Linked DNA regions of Mus musculus: region 1 is linked to region 2. A link is a contact called in public promoter capture Hi-C data. All regions are on one chromosome and are shown on one strand. Each heading gives the region's core, a stretch centred on a gene start, on an enhancer-like site or on the middle of the called end of the contact. The rest is flanking DNA. Distances are from core to core; before and after follow the strand shown.

Region 1 (4,591 bases), core at 637-3,136, 150 kb after region 2:
ATTTTATTTATTTATTTTTTTAACTGTAAGACAAGCAAAGATTAGTGAGCTGTAAGCTTGCAACTTCCACGTTTCTATCCAGAAGTGGATAGCTAATCCCTCATGTTCCTTTTTTATATGCTTGCATTGCCTGGGTAATTTCCAAGAATATGGATTTTATTGCTTGCGTAGCCGTCCCCCTCCCCATCTCAGATTACAAGCTCTTGCTCAAAATGTCAAGGTCCAAGTTCTAACAAAGAGCTCTCTAGACCAGACTGCCTCAGACTGTGGGCATTTCTTTAAGGCCTTCTCCTGGAACAGTGTGCATTCAAAGGGAAAAGCCCTTTCATCGTCTCTGGGAAGATACTGCGGGCTCTTGGTGCTACGCAGTTCCAAAGAAGTCCCCCTCCTGGCCCCTTTTTCCTTTCCCAGGCTCTGTGTGATGGACTGCTCCAGATCCTGTTCTTGGCTTCGAGCCCCAGCAGTCTGTGTCCGCAATCCCATAAACAAGCAGAGGACTAGCCCTTCAGGTGGATGGTGGAGACTGAATTAAGTATTCTTGCCTCTCGTGCCCGGTCACAACAGCTGGCCCAACAGTTTAGAACATCTGGGGTTTTCATTGAGCTGCCCTGAAAAGAGATCACAGCTTCGTACAAGTCAGAGGAAGCCCCCAGCACTGTGGTTGTAGGCTTCTCTGAATGTTTTGCTCATGCAGCATGAGAATTATGTGGATCCCCTAAAACTGTGGGTGTAGGTATTTTATAGCCATTCATGTAAAGGAGCAGAATAGATCTCAAACTAGAGTCCGTTAGTGTCTCTTAAATATATAACTATTTGGAGCACAGTTCTGGAAGGATGCTCAAGCCGGTGACAGAAGAAGGAGAATTAAACAGCACTCAGGGGCCGTCCGTCACCTTTGCTTTATCCATGCACGTGCTCAGTGATTAGTATAGGCCCTGACTGTCCTACTGTCTGACGTGAGGTGTTGTCATTCTTTCCAGTCCTGTGTACACATGTAGGCAGGACAAGGCCATACCTGGTATGGCAGGGAAGCTCTGAGGACAAGGGGGCCTGAGTTCATCTTCTACCAGGGCTTTTCTGACTCTGAAAGGGGAGCTGCCTGTTAAGGTGGCCACTGTGGGAGGAGTTGGGGAGCAGGCAGGGTAATGTCTGAGGAGCGATGGGGGGCAGGGAATAATCTGCACAGACTCCTTGCTTACAGTTGGCTTTCATGTGGTTTCGTGGACCCCACAGTTTGCAGCAGTTAGTAACATCAGTCATTGGTTAGATCAGGCAAGGCCTGCAGGCTCTGGGAAGCCAAAGAACCCTTCAGGGATTCCTGCCCCATCTGAGGACACAGTGTAGTCTTCTCAGTGGCCTGTGCAGCCTGACACAGCCTGGCTACTGTGAGCCTCTGAGCTGTGCTTCTCCGTTCCTGGCACTTTGTGTCCCGCTTTGTCGCCATCTGTCCGGGGCCTCAGTCCAGATGTCTGGCTTCGGCTAGGGTGCTGTTCGGACATCCGCCAGTCAGCTCTTCCTTCCTTCATGGTGCCCAATGAACATGTATTTTTTTCCCCTTAATATTTATTTTGTTTTTATTTATGTGTCTCTCTGTGTGTATGCTCCAAAGAGGATGTTTAATCCCCTGAACTAGTGGGGCTTGAACTAGTGGTTGTGAGCTGCCCAACAGGGGGTACTCAGACCCCATGTCTAGTCCTCTGTAACAGCAGCAAACTCTTAACTAATGGAGTCATCAGATACTAATCCCTGTCCCTCTCGTGGGTTTGCTCTAGTCACTCTGCAGTACCTGCAGTTGCCTTCCACTTGGCTTTCTCTCCTCACTCTGCCCTCCTCCCTGGCAGCAGCCCTGAGCAGCCCGCTCATCTGTGACTTTCTATTGCTTGTCTTTCCTTGCGCTGCCCTGCTAGCGTGTCAGTGCTACAAAGCAGGCACTTGTCCGCTCAGTTCCCTGACTTGTCCGAAGCCCTCCAGTGGCTGCATTGCCGGTTGTAGTTGCCCAGCAGGCTCTGCCTTTCCCGAGTTGTATTATGGTACTGTGCAGCACCAGGGCTAGAGGTCCCTAGGCAATATGTACTGGGGCCACAATTAGATGGCCTTGTGACTATGTAAAGGGAGAGACATTGGCCCTGGCCTCCATGGGAATTGTCCTGTTTACAGAGTCGAGTTTTGTCTGTCATGCCATCTTATCAAGACCATTCTGGACAGTTGTAAACTGGGACATCAGAGCCCAGTGGCAAGAGTAGGATTGATTCTCTGTTGGTTGAATTTTCTGCCAGCTCATACTTTGGCAGGAATTGTACTCAGGGACTTTTTTTCTCCTGAAATAACTCCCCACCCTACCAAGACAGGTGTTGTATTAGTGGCTGTACATAGGATACCTGTATAAGCTGGCTACCCATCTGCCAGAGCTGCAGTGTTGGCTCAGAAAAAAGGAGAGTGAGAACAAGTGAGCTTCTCTGCTGGCTCATTGGTCTGTCCAGGGAAGGCGGTAGGTGCGCCTCGCCTGCCTGTTCCAGCGGAGGTTTACATTCTCAGAACGTTAGTCCGCTGTTGGTGAGGCTGTTGGTGAGGCTCGGCTTCCTGCAGTGCTGGTCGGGAACTTTGTTTCAGTCTGGACAGATCGCAGGTGAAATTGCTACATCTTAAGCAAACAGGAGTAAGGAGTGCTCGTTTAGAAGCCGCTTAAGAACTTGGATGGCTGGGCCCTGGTATGTAATTGCTTCTTTTTAGGAATACAAGTAGCAGAGGTGACAGAAATATATGATGATGGTAAAATAATTTAGTTTTCAAAAATACAAAACGTGAGATTTGCTTCCCAGAGAATTCAGTTAGCAGCCAAATACTCAAACAAGAAAAACATCCTTCAGAATTTCTGCTAGGTCCAGCCAGCCCTGAGAACAGCACCCAGAAGTCGATTCTGTCTGCAGAGCAGTAGGTTTTATTTCCCCTGTACTGGGAAGTTGAAGACGGGGCCCAGTGTGTGCTTGGAAAGCACTAACCACTGAGCAGCAACCCAGACCCACATTGGAATGTTGAAGGGCCATAGTTTCCAGGTATAAGACCAATTACCCTTCACACCTCCATCCTGTCATTACCGGAAAACACTTCTCAGTAGTTCTCAGTTCTGCCCACGTTTCCTCCATATCCTGGACACGATCAGCTCCTGCCTGCTCCTCCCTCATCTTCCTTTGGATCCCTGTGGATCCAGACGTCTGCAACCCACATGGTGATTCTTCTCCTCAGTGCCAGCCTGTCCCACCCACTCCCACCCACCACTCAGTCTCACAGATGGTCCCTGAGAATCCTCCTGTCACCAGGGTGATGAATGGGCGCCTTACAAGGTCCAAAAGTGCCGTGCCACACTTGCGTCTCTGATTGCATGCCAGCCCCTCCCATCTGCTGTTGTTAGCCACACAGATTTGGTGACTTGTAATTCTCTCCTTACCACGGGGCAGTTTTATTCTTTCGTGACCTGAAAGTCCTCTGAACTGTAAGAGCTATGTCTGTTTTTTCTTATCTCCTTTTATCTTGAGACGTGTAAGGTCAAGTATAAAGTTGGGACTCAAAGCGACTTGGAATACTGGAAAGGTGGCTTTTTGAAGTGTCCATTTCGTGCCAGTTGGGATGGGACACTGTTCCAGTCCAAAACAATGGAGTCTGCCAGGATGAAAATAACTGGATATGGAAGAAGAGCTTTTCCACTTGACAGTGGGGCAGATGCATCCTTCTGGAATCACCCTGTGACACCCGAGACTATTTTCCTTTCCAGTTTTGCCAAAGCATCAGTTGTGCTGGCTCTGGAATCCAGGTCTAGCTTCCGTCACTGTACCACTCTTGGTTCCCATGGGGCCATTCTCAGTTCTGGCAGAAGAATGCACCTTGGATGCCTAGACATCAGAGGAGCAACTTAGAGTATTAGGGCAAGCACTTCCCAGTGTTTCCACTGTGAGCTGGTCTATATAGAGAGGGCGTTTTAGACATTAGGGGACACACAGGATGAGCATGCTCAATCTGAAAAACCATAGGTTTGTAAGTACCGCTCTAATGGCTGAAAGGTTTTGGATTTTCATGCTAAAGCTGTTTAACTGTAGTAACCAGCAAAGTCTATGCAAATATACCCCAATTCAGTAAACTCTGAAATATGAAATACTCCGTCCGGTTCCAAGCATTTTAGTAAGGGTAATATGCAGGGCTGGAGAGATGGCTCAGTGGTTAAGAGGGGCTGGAGAGATGGCTCAGTGGTTAGGAGCTCTGGCTGCTCTTCCAGAGGACGTGGGTTCAGTTGCCATGTATACATCCATGTGGCAGTATATATCTATAACTCAGTTCCAGAGGATTGGATGATCTCTTCTGGCTTGTATGGGCACTGCAAGCAAAATGCCCACACACATAAAAATAAGTAAAATATTTTAAAAAAATCTTTTAAAAGGGAATATTCAGTAGTACCTATTCCCTGAGTGACACAACTCAAGCACAGGCCTGTGCAGTGCTGGGAGAAACATTGTTTCTAAATGTATTCTGCTATCTGTTAAATAAGAGTGATGTCAAGTATCTATCTACTGCATGGAATTGCTGTGGGATACTTCAGGTG
Region 2 (4,398 bases), core at 1,081-3,580:
GATTTAAAATACCAGATAGAAACAAGGAAAAGAAGGAAGGGTCTGTTTTAGCTCACAGTGTGAAGGTAGAGTCTGCCACCGTGGGAAAACAAGGGGGCAGGAGTGTGCGCCTCTGATCACATTTCATCCACAGTTAAGAGGAATGGAGATGTAAATGCGGGTGCTCCACTGGTGCTCCCCTTTTTATGCACTCCAAAATCCGAGCCTACGGAATAGTGCCTCCCACAATTAAGAGTGCGGCTCAGAGAGCCTTCCATTGACCGCACAGCTCTGTGACAACAGAGAGGTCACCTGAGTATCCTGTCTTCATTTATCAAGTTCACTCAACAAACACTCCTTCAGCCTACTGAGTCACTGCAAGATCTTCTTGGTACCACAACGCAGAGCCCTGCCCCCGTAGAACAGCCTCTGTGACCCCAAACCTTCAAGCAAAGCTTGTCTCATAATTACAGGTCTTGGCTGGTGTGTGGGGAGTTTGTGGCACCCTTTAGGAGACTCAGTAGACAACAGAGGTCTTGTTAAAAGAACTTGATGCATTTTTAAGGTCATTACTGAATCCGACTCAGCAGCCAGCGAGGGCGCACACAGGTCCAGTAACAGAGCTCAGCTGCTGTAACAGAATTTTAGCAGAACCATGTATCTGGCAGAGAGTCGATGCCACCTAGGCTTTGAAGCAGCCTTTTGTCAGTGATTGCTATCTGGGATTTTATGCGATTGTTCCTTTGAAGGATTCTCAGAGCCTTTGCATAACTTAGTCTTGAGACAGGCCTGGCAAACCAGAAAGCCTTGTATGGCTGGGAATTCCTTAAGGTGATGGTTCTTTCAAGACAACCTCCAGATCAGGTTAAAAAGTTTTGGTATGTGGAAATTGGCTTGATAAAAATACCTTTTGTGTGACAATAAAAAAAGGACTTCTGGGAAGCTGCTAGCATTCAGTCCTTGAGAGGCTGACCCCAAGCTGCTTGCGAAGCCTAAACTCATCCTGCAGTCTCTCGTTCTTCATTCTATCGATCTATGTAACGTGAATACTGACATTTGACATCAGGCTAGCTCAGTCGGTAGAACACTGGACTCTTAATCCAAGAGTCCTGGGTTCAAGCCCTACGTTGGGCACCAAACAGTGTTCTGGGTTGCATGGGACAATTGATCAAAAAAAGAGAAGAGTTTAGGCAAGAAGCCTCAGCACTGACAAACAACTGATCTTGTCACAAAGGATGCCAACTCGTCTGGCTATTTGAGGTGAGATGCTCAGAGCTGCATCCCATGAGCACGAACCCCAGTATAATATTGGGGTTCCAGCATTCACATGCTTGGCTGTTCTCAGGAATGCAACTTGGACCTTTTGTAAAATTCATATTAGTCGCATGTTTGTGCGCTTGTGTGGGGTGAGGGGAGTAGCCAGAGGTATTAAATTGATCAGGTTCACAAATCCCAAGTTAGACTGACTGGGATCAAGTGCCTCAGTTTCTCCACCTATAAATTAGAGATACGTGTCTTAGTCAGGGTTTCTATCCCTGCACAAAACATCATGACCAAGAAGCAAGTTGGGAAGAAAAGGGTTTATTCAGCTTACACTTCCTCATTGCTGTTCATCACCAAAGGAAGTCAGGGCTGGAACTCACGCAGGTCAGGAAGCAGGAGCTGATGCAGAGGCCATGGAGGGATGTTCTTTACTGGCTTGCTTCCCCTGGCTTGCTCAGCCTGCTTTCTTATAGAACCCAAGACTACCAGCCCAGGGATGGCACCACCCACAATGGGCCCTCCCTCCTTGATCACTAATTGAGAAATTCCTTACAGCTGGATCTCATGGAGGCATTTCCTCAAGGAAGGCTCCTCTCTCTGTGATAACTCCAGCTTGTATCAAGTTGACACACAAAACCAGCCAGTACAATAAGCAAGGCTAAAAAATAGGAATGAAATGAGCTAGAATATAATCTAGCCACTGGACTGGCATGTGATGACAACCATACCCTGTCTTACCAAAGGGTACCACGGCCATCTCAGGGGCTGGGAATAGCCTCTTAAAGAGTGTTGTTTAAGCTGTAGCTTGAAGGATAAGAAGAAAGGGAACAGTGGAGAGGCTTCTGTTCCAAGTGGCAGAATGGATAGAGGGTAACTTTGAGGAAAATGCTGGCATAGCGTTGTGTTGCTGTTTGTACCCCCAACCCCATACACATTTGGGTGCAGTGCTGGGTGGGAGCGCTGAGCTGATCTCTGTGCCTTCCCCCCACAGAAGGATCCTGCTGGGCGAGAGCAGAAAGGCAGGGAGCATGAGCAAGCAGAAGAGCCCAGGCTGCCAGTCACCGGGAAGCAGTGGCTAATTACCTAGGACATGACTTATTAATGGATTCACGGAGCAGGTGGCTCTGGGAAAATGAGGTACTTGTTACCAAGCAGTGTAGGGGGACAGAAGGACGTTTTACTGTAGGCAGGGCCCAGGATGCACGGAAAATGGTAGCAAGGCACATTTAGCATTGGTAGGGAGTTTAAGGTTTCTGGGCCAGGCAGAGAGGTGCAGCTGGAATGGGAGGCTAGCTGGGTACTCCCAGAGGGCTTCGGCAAGGAGGGTAAAGGGAGGTGGGGATGCTTTCCTGGACAGAGCTGAGAAAGTGTGTCTGGTTTCAGTGTGAAGAGGTGGGTGAGGTAAGGCAAAAAGCAGAGGAATTAGGAGTCAGTGGCTCAAGCCCAGTGGTGACAACGTTGAGGGATTGAGCCATCAAAACAATAGCGAATGAGGGGAGATGAATCCAGGGGCATTGCCTGCAGCCCAGAGCTGGACTGAGGGATGCTGGATACTGGTGGGGCTCTCGATAGATGGCAAAACATTTCACAGCGTGGAGCAAGGGCCACAAATGACTACTGTGTTGGTTATCTATTGCTGTGTAAAACATTACCCCCAACTTGCTGGATTAAACAAGCACATATTTCCTTATGGTGTCTGTGGGTCAGGGATCCTGGCTAGGATTCTCTTGTCTAGAGTCTGTGAGAGGGCCACAGTCAGGTGTCTGTGGTCTTACCAGGGTAGGGCCACTTGCAGATTTAATCAAGAGTCTCGGTGGCAGCTGCCTGGAGTTACCACAATCATTTACTTCCTGTTGTGACCTCTTAGAGAAGATTCCCCAACGTTTCAGAAAAGCACCACTGGCCGGGGACCAAACGTATCACCTGTCGGAAAACATTTCACATTCAAACTGGAACTAGATGGCAAGCTGTGGATTCACTATATAGCCAAGGATGCTTTGAATTTCTGTTCTCTGGCCTCTGCTTCCCAAGTGCTTGGATTACAGGCATGGACTACACGCCCAGTTTATGTAGGGTTGAGGATCAAAGCCAGAGCTTCGTGAATGCCTGGGAAGTGCTCCACCAACTGAGTTGTACTCCCAAGCCTCATCCAAATGTTTATGTCCAAATTTATTGGAAAAAATTTAAATCCAAATTTATTGGAAAATTTCCAATTTGTGAGTATTGATCCTTAAGTTATATATATATATATATATATATATATATATATATATATATATATATATATATATATATAAAGTTATATGGTTTTAGTCAAATAAAACATCCCAAGCGCAGGTCATGAGACCTGCTGTGAGATTTCTAGCTTGGGAGCAGGACTGGAGAGTAGAGAGCAGAGGCCTTGCTGTGGGAGAAGGTGGGTGTAAGGCTGAGCGAATCATTGTTCCGACAGCCGGAGCTTGAGACTAGAAATGCCAATCACTTGATCCAGGTATCTGTATTCATATCAACTCTGCAGTCATATTGATGAAAATGACTTGTTTTCATTAAAGGCAAGCCTTTGAGCCCTGATCTGACAGCTACCCGTCTCTATAAAAAGAGACACATTGACATCCACAGCTCTCATTTCAATTGGACAGGCGGTTCCCTGCTTGTTAAAGGAACGGAAAGACAATTGAGCCTTATTAGGTAGGAGACGATGCTTCATACGACAGAAAAACAGTGTTTTGCTTTGGAGAGACTCGATAAAGAAGAGAGAGTTACTGACAGGATCAGAGCTCCACGCATGTCAGAAGAGCTGCCTCAGCTGCTCTCTGGCCCGTGTTAGGGAAGATTAGGAGCTGTTTCCAGACAAATACCTGAGCATTAGCTGACTCGGAGGAATGTACTGGAAAAACAAGCTGGCTCTCAAGTGTGGCAGAGAGCGAGGATATAGCGTGGGCTTTCATCAACAGCACACACACCTCAGTGAAAACTAATTTATACGCACTTGCTGAAAGGCTTCGTAAGCAAGAAAACTTCACGGAAATTCTCCTCACTGCCCCAGTCAGCAAATCCATATCTGGTACATACATGTGTTCATGGCTGGAGTCACAGTGGGAGACAGCCAAGTGTTACACTGCCCCAATGCCTGGCAGGCTACCGGGCAAGACAGGT

Evidence for each region. Capture Hi-C pulls out chosen DNA fragments and counts their contacts.
Region 1: a contact with region 2 is called in a promoter capture Hi-C map of pancreatic islet. The contact joins two enhancer-like sites. A contact is called at or near these places in 2 of 484 Hi-C or Micro-C datasets (cortical neurons and nephron progenitors) and 3 of 9 other capture datasets (embryonic stem cells, liver and pancreatic islet).

Annotation. Positions count from the first base shown.
Region 1 is chr3:138,857,960-138,862,550 of GRCm38.p6, forward strand. All of the region lies in intron 1 of Tspan5 (tetraspanin 5), which reads left to right. Among named protein-coding and RNA genes, the nearest start is that of Tspan5, 120 kb to the left of the region's middle. Within about 2 kb of position 1,887, at least 94 of the 459 cell types and tissues checked have an H3K27ac peak or open chromatin away from gene starts, as enhancers often do. A contact at or near this core is called in pancreatic islet, where this site is marked.
Region 2 is chr3:138,706,326-138,710,723 of GRCm38.p6, forward strand. No RefSeq gene overlaps it. Among named protein-coding and RNA genes, the nearest start is that of 4930425O10Rik, 18 kb to the right of the region's middle. Within about 2 kb of position 2,331, at least 2 of the 459 cell types and tissues checked have an H3K27ac peak or open chromatin away from gene starts, as enhancers often do. A contact at or near this core is called in pancreatic islet, where this site is marked.